Linked DNA regions of Mus musculus: region 2 is linked to region 1. A link is a contact called in public promoter capture Hi-C data. All regions are on one chromosome and are shown on one strand. The core of a region is the stretch at or near the end of the contact, and the rest is flanking DNA. Distances in the headings are between cores, read along the strand shown. Region 1 holds the start of Rcc1l (reculator of chromosome condensation 1 like). Region 2 holds the start of Mettl27 (methyltransferase like 27).

Region 1 (3,270 bases), core at 499-2,998:
CCCATGGGCTCCAGGCACACAAATGATACAGACATGTTGCAGGCAGGCAAAATGCCATAGGCATAAAAAATATTTTTAATGTATAGACCCACTTAACAACTGCAGCAAAGTTGCAAAGTAGAAGATACACACATCAGAAAAAATAAATTAAAAAACTGTAGGGCTTGGCAGTATAGCTCAGTGGTAGAACACTTGCCTTTAACAATGTGACACAATCCTGGGTTTGACTCCCACCATCACAAACCACACTTCTATAAAGTATAAATAAATACTTTTTATTGCTACCAAAAGAAAGGGTGAGTGGGTGCTTGTTTGTTTGTTTCCAACTAAAGATGTTAACACAACCAGGTAGCTAGAAGCAAAAAGACCTCTGTATAGAAAAGAGAACTGGGAGGGAGAAAGTAGCTCAGTGGACACAGTGCTTGTAGGGCAAAAACCCTTGGGTTCCCCGTCCCCAGCACCACTTAAACCAGAAACGGTTGCACACGGCTATAATAACAGCATTTCGAGGGTAAAGACAGGGTCTCACTGTGTAGCCCAAGCTAGAGTACAACTTGTGGCAATCCTCTTGTCTCAACCGTCCAGTCCAAGTCCTGGGACTACAGATGTGAGCCACCACGGCTGCCGGGCTGAGCCCTTTTGAAAAGTGAGCCTCTTCCCCGCCCCCCCTTTTTGACAGGGTTTCTCTGTGTACCCCTGGCTGTCCTGGAACTCTGTAGACCAGGCTGGCCTCGAACTCAGAAATTAGCCTGCCTCCGCCTCCAAGTGCTGGGATTAAAGGCGTGAGCCACCTTAGAAGCTCCATGGGCAACCTCCTATTTCCCCTCTAACCGCTCAGATGAGCATCTCCTTTTCCGGCTGCCCATCACTGACTCTAGCCGACACACCTCCGACCTGTGGAATGTCCCGTCCCTCAAGGGAGCTGTCTAGTCTAAGTTACAAATACCACCATTTACACCCAGCTGTGGGGCCCTGGACCTTACTTGACCTCTCTGCTACTCCCTTTCATCCTCTGTAACTGGGAGGTGACAGCTCCGGCCTTTTGGGGGGGGGGGGGGCCTGAGCGAATGATCTAAGGGCAGAATCCTTGGTGCGATTGTCAAGCTACGCCAATGGGCAAGAAAGTAAGGGAAGACACCAAACTCTCTCGAGCCACAAGCAAACTGCTAAAAATGCTGAACGAGACCCCAAGATCCACAGACGTGATAAACAGGCTCAGCAGTGAAGGACGGAGCACTGGGAGAAACAGACTTCTCGGCAGCCACCCCTCATGCCTCCCTCTGCAGATCCCGGGATCTCGGAGGTCATTGCTCCCGGAAATCCGGCCACGCGGGGAAGAAAGTTCCCTAAGAGATGCCAGCGAGGATGCCACTGCCCCCACCTTATGATCCAGCTCCAGGCGGTAGGGGACCGGCTGGATCCTGCGTCGGGGCCGCAGGCCGGCGCGCGGTCCAGGCCCCGAGGACGGCACCACGAAGCTGGGCACCCCGAGCGCCCCGGAGAAGCTGAAGCCCCAGACGAAGACGCGATCGGCGCGAGCCGCGCGCTCGCCCACGTACTGAAACACCGGAACGTCCGCCTCGGCCTCGGCCGCTTCTCGCCGGCTCCGCGAACGGCCGGCCGGTGTCCAGTGCTCGCGAGCCGGTGTCGGCCACCTCGGCCGCGGCCCCCGCAGAGCCCGGGCCGCCGCCAACATCCTCCGCGTCACGCCTCAACCGCTTATGGGCGCCGCCATCTTGTGTCACCCTTGACCTCTAGCCTGGCGGAAGTAGATACGGCCATGCTTACTACTGGCTGAAGGCGACGCGCTAAGGGAAAGACAACCATGTTTACTATTGGCAGATGATTACTACTCCAGGAAAGCAAAGACTTGAGAAGGCTATGGCTTCACCGTCTATCCATGAGTAGGGGACTTAAATGAGTGTCAAGCTATTATTTGAAGATGTCTGTGAAGTGTTCTATGATTCTTACTGCCCCTTTTTAAATTCTGTGTGTGTGTGTGTGTGTGTGTGTGTGTGTGTGTGTGTGTTAGTTTTGGTGTGGAGTTACTTAGGTGGAGCTGGGAATTGAACCCAGGTCCTCACACATCCTTAGGGTATAGGTTAACACAGACTACTCTCCCAATTCCAAGAAGTGTTTTGTATAAATACTGAAAGGAGACAGAGGGAACATCCTAGATGCTTATCTCATGGAAGCAAAACTGGGGAAGGTAGCTGGGCACAGTGGTTCACACCTGTAACCCCAACTTTAGGCTGAGGCAGGAATATTGCTGCAAATTGCAAACCACCCTAGAAGAAAGAAAACCTATTAATATATATGGTTTGTTTGTTTGTTTGTTTGTGACAGAATCTCATTATTTAGCCCTAACTGGCCTGGAACTTGCTTTGTTCCTGTAGACCAGGATAACTCAAACCTGCCCCTGCCTCCTGAATGGTGTGTGCCACCATACCCAGCACTGATTGGTTGATTTAGTTTATTTTAGGCGGTTTTATTTCATGCATATGGGTACTTTACCTGCATGTATATCTGTGTACCCTGCGTGTATAGTGTCTGTGGAGGCCTCAGAAGAGGGTGTTAGATTCTCTAGAACTGCAGTTACAGTTGATACCCCACTCCCACACACCCCCATGTGAATGCTAGAATTAGAACTCTGGTCCTCTGGAAGAGTAAACAGTATTTTGTTTTGTTTGTCATTGTTGTTGCACAGTGTTCTTAACTCTTGAGCCCTCTCTCCAGCCCTCTAATTGAATATTTTTCTAAGACAGGGTCTCACTCTGTAACCCAGGCTAGCCTCTACCTCACTACAGTTCTCCTACCCCAGCCTCCCAAGTGATGGGATTACAGACCCATGCCAGTGTGCCAGGTTCAACCCTGATTAAACTACACCTGGCTTCCAGGGGCCCTTCTTACTTCCTTTAGATCTCAATTCCAGCATGAAGGCTACACAGAGAAATTCAGTCCCTGAAATAAAGACTACAGTCCATGGCAGGGCTTCCTAAAAGTTATCCCCTAATACAGAGTGGATCCTTCCCCCCGAACTCCCTTTGCTCATCCTTAGTGTGTATTTCTTGATAAACAGGAACGTACTAATTAGTTTTCCTTCAGATGGGTCTCATGTAGCCCAGGCTGAGCTTGAATTCATTATGTACCCAAGGATGGCCTTGAACTCTTGACCTTTTTGCCTATCTCCAGTGTTCACCACTATGCCAAGTTTACACAGTCCTGGGATGGAACCCAGAGCATCCTGCATGCTAGAAACACACTGTCAAC
Region 2 (3,270 bases), core at 211-2,710, 760 kb after region 1:
CATCCTCGGCTACATAGAAAGTTGAAAACCGACTTGAGCTATGTGGAAATGCCGTTTTGTTTCATTCCACTTAGATCCTAAGGAGAAATGAAGATTAAATTCCCAGGTTCTAGGGGAGCCAAGGACTTCCCAGATGGCTAGCCAACTTCCTCCTCCTTCTTCTTCCTCTTCTTCTTCCTCTTCTTCTTCTTCTTATTATTATTGGGTTTTTTTTTTTGAGACAGGGTTTCTCTGAGTTCCAGGCTGTCCTGGAACTCACTTTGTAGACCAGGCTGGCCTCGAACTCAGAAATCTGCCTGCCTCTGTCTCCCAAGTGCTGGGATTAAAGGCGTGCGCCACCACCGCCCGGCTTTTTTTTTTTTTGTTCCCCAAAACATAATGATTGTTTCTAATTATGAACGAATAAATGATTCTGAGTTGTGACTGCATATAGGGGCAGATATTTGTGGCTTTCGAGCTTAAAACCTCTGTACCATTCCGGCTCTGAGGGGAAGTCCAACTTCCAGGTCTGTTCTTCGGTCCTGATCGATCAGCAGCGGTCTGAGCACAATAAAGTTTTACCAGCTGTTTAACTACTAAGATGAACATTGGAAGACGCAGTCTGCTCCCAAGTCGGTGCTGTTGTCCCTGTCTGGTCAGTTTCTGCGCCTGACTCAAACAAAGTTCTTGCTTTGCGTGGACTCTTGTGTCTGCATGGGTTGTTTTGGATTTTCAGACCCTAAGAAACCATACAAATACTAAAAAACGGGGATCAGTGAGATGGCTGAGCAGATCAAAGCACTTGCTGCCAAGCTTGAGAATCTGAGTCCCATGCCTGGAAGTCCCATGGTAGGAGGAGGAATCAAAAAATGGCTCTCTGGCTGCTACACACCATCTGCCCCCCCCCCCAAATAAATTGGTTTTTTTGTTGTTTTCGGGTTTGTTTGTTTTTTAAATACTGTACCCAGGAGCAATGGCACAACGCTTAAATCCCAGTTCCTGGGAGGCAGAGGTCCACCTGGTCTATATAAGGAGTTCCAAGTCACCCTGGGCTCCATAGCAAGACCTTAGAAAGAAAGAAAGAAAGAAAGAAAGAAAGAAAGAAAGAAAGAAAGAAAGAAAGAGAGGAAGGAAGAAGAAAGAAAGAAAGAAAGAAAGAAAGAAAGAAAGAAAGAAAGAAAGAAAGAAAGAGGGAGGGAGGGAGGGAGGGAGGGAGGGAGGGAGGGAGGAAGGAAGGAAGGAAGGAAAAAAGAGAGGGAGGAAGGGAGCGAGGGAGGAAGCGAGGCAGGGAGAGAAACTTTTTTATTTGTGAAAAAACAAAAACAAATCCTCACGTGAGTTTGAGATCTTCTCACGCAATACGCTCATTGGCTCAGGGAGGGTAGTCTGTCATTTCTTTCTCGGATTGGCTGTTTTATCTCACGGAAACCCAATCGTCGCGGTGCTGGAGGCGGGGCCAGGCTCTCAGACACGCCCCTCCACTTCCCTCGGGTCTGCCTGGAGAAGGGGGTTCCGCGCGGTGAGTTCTGAGCCTGTACCTTCTTGGAGACCCTTGTGGTGAGGAAGAACCCCACCCGCGCCCCCGATCCACCTCCGGGAATGATGGGCTGAGGCGTAGTCCTCCCTCCCTGCGCGGGAGTGCCCCCGCTCTATGAGCCCCTCCCCATACAAACAGCGCCTCGGCGTACAGGTCAGCTCCTGCCATCTCCCACTCAAGGTCTTGTTTGTAGCTTGGGACCGCGTTGGAGCACTGATAACCTCCTCCGCCGGGTGAGGGAGGACGGAAGACTGTGGAGGACCTCATCACTGGGTGGACTCTGCCCCCGCAGGAGAATGACTCAGGAGGAGGCTGGGCGGCTGCCCCAAGTACTGGCCCGGGTCGGAACCTCCCACGGTATCACCGACCTGGCCTGCAAGCTCCGCTTCTATGACGACTGGGCTCCGGAGTATGACCAGGTGAAAGCACGTGGGTCCTCGACTTTTGTGGCTCAGATTCTGTTTTTATAAGCAAAGCTAAAATAGTACCCATGCATCTCAGGGAAACTTGGAGCTGAAAAGAGACCTGGGAGATGTGCTCCTTAGAGACCTGCACCCACCCCACCCCCACCCACCCCGGCTGACCTGTAAGCAACCCCTAATTAATCCTGCAACAAACACGAGGAGAGAGCCTGCAGGAGGCGCTATTGAGACATCATTCGGTATAGACAGACCAGCTAAGAGCTGCCACAGCCAGTAGCCAGCCAGCTTGATCCCCACTAGTGTGGGGTCCCTTGACAGTAAGACACCTCAAAGCCGGGAGTGGTGGCGCATGCCTTTAATCCTAGCACTCGGAAGGCAGAGGCAGGCGGATTTCTGAGTTCGAGGCCAGCCTGGTATACAAAGTGAGTTCCAGGACAGCCAGGGCTATACAGAGAAACCCTGTCTCGAAAAAAAAGTAAGACACCTCAAGCTCGGGTCTTCTGTTACTGGGGTCCTAGGAGGATCTGAACTCTAAAACACACAAGCTCAAACTGGCAGAACTTGGGCACCCCACAAGGTGAGTCGTCTAAACACTATGTTGGGCTAAGTGCTATCTCCTCAGGATGTGGCTGCTTTGAAGTACCGAGCCCCACGCCTTGCTGTGGATTGTCTCAGTCGAGCCTTTCGGGGCTCACCCCATGATGCCCTGATCCTCGATGTGGCCTGTGGCACTGGCCTGGTAGCTGTGGAGGTAAGATCTGATACACCACCCTGCCTTCCCTTCAGCACCCAGGACCTCCTACATGCTACTGCTCAATTAGTCCTGAGACCCTGCCTAGTAAATTCTAGGCAGGAGCTCTACCACAGAGCCATGTTCCCAGCCCCTCCCTGGGGGATTCTAGGCAGGGGCTCTACCACAGAGCCACGCCCCCAGCCCCTCCCTGGGGGATTCTAGACAGGTGCTCTACATCTGAGCCACGCCCCCAGCCCCTCCCTGGGGGATTCTAGGCAGGAGCTCTACCACAGAGCCACACCCCCAGGCCCTCACTGAGGGATTCTAGGCAGGAGCTCTACCACTGAGCCACGCCCCCAGCCTCTTGCTGGGGGGATTATTGGTAAATCCTCTACCACTGAGCCACACCCTGAGCCCTTTAGTTTGCTTTTTATTTAGAGATGACACGGTCTCAAGGCTGGCCTTGAACTCACTCTATAACGCAGGCAAGCTTTGACCTGGGGATTCTTCCACCTCAGCCTCCAGAGGAGCTAAGAAGACAGGCCTAAGCCTCCACACCTAGCTCCCATCTGCTCCAATTCCCTCCCAGTTCTTGACCA

The links. Promoter capture Hi-C pulls out the DNA fragments that hold promoters and counts their contacts.
Region 2: a contact with region 1 is called in a promoter capture Hi-C map of pre-B cells, with 2.0 times the contacts expected there. The contact joins the promoter of Mettl27 here to the promoter of Rcc1l in region 1. A contact is called at or near these places in 1 of 39 promoter capture datasets (pre-B cells) and 1 of 484 Hi-C or Micro-C datasets (CD8 T cells).

The regions. Positions count from the first base shown.
Region 1 is chr5:134,175,019-134,178,288 of GRCm38.p6, forward strand. Rcc1l (reculator of chromosome condensation 1 like) reads right to left here and starts at 1,749. Exons shown (of 11, transcript NM_033572.2): 1 at 1,382-1,749. The coding sequence starts at 1,696.
Region 2 is chr5:134,930,913-134,934,182 of GRCm38.p6, forward strand. Mettl27 (methyltransferase like 27) reads left to right here and starts at 1,461. Exons shown (of 6, transcript NM_024479.2): 1 at 1,461-1,498; 2 at 1,710-1,935; 3 at 2,561-2,689. The coding sequence starts at 1,813. 9030607J07Rik (a long non-coding RNA gene) reads right to left here and starts at 1,759. Exons shown (of 3, transcript XR_868588.3): 1 at 1,668-1,759; 2 at 1,314-1,476; 3 at 1-718.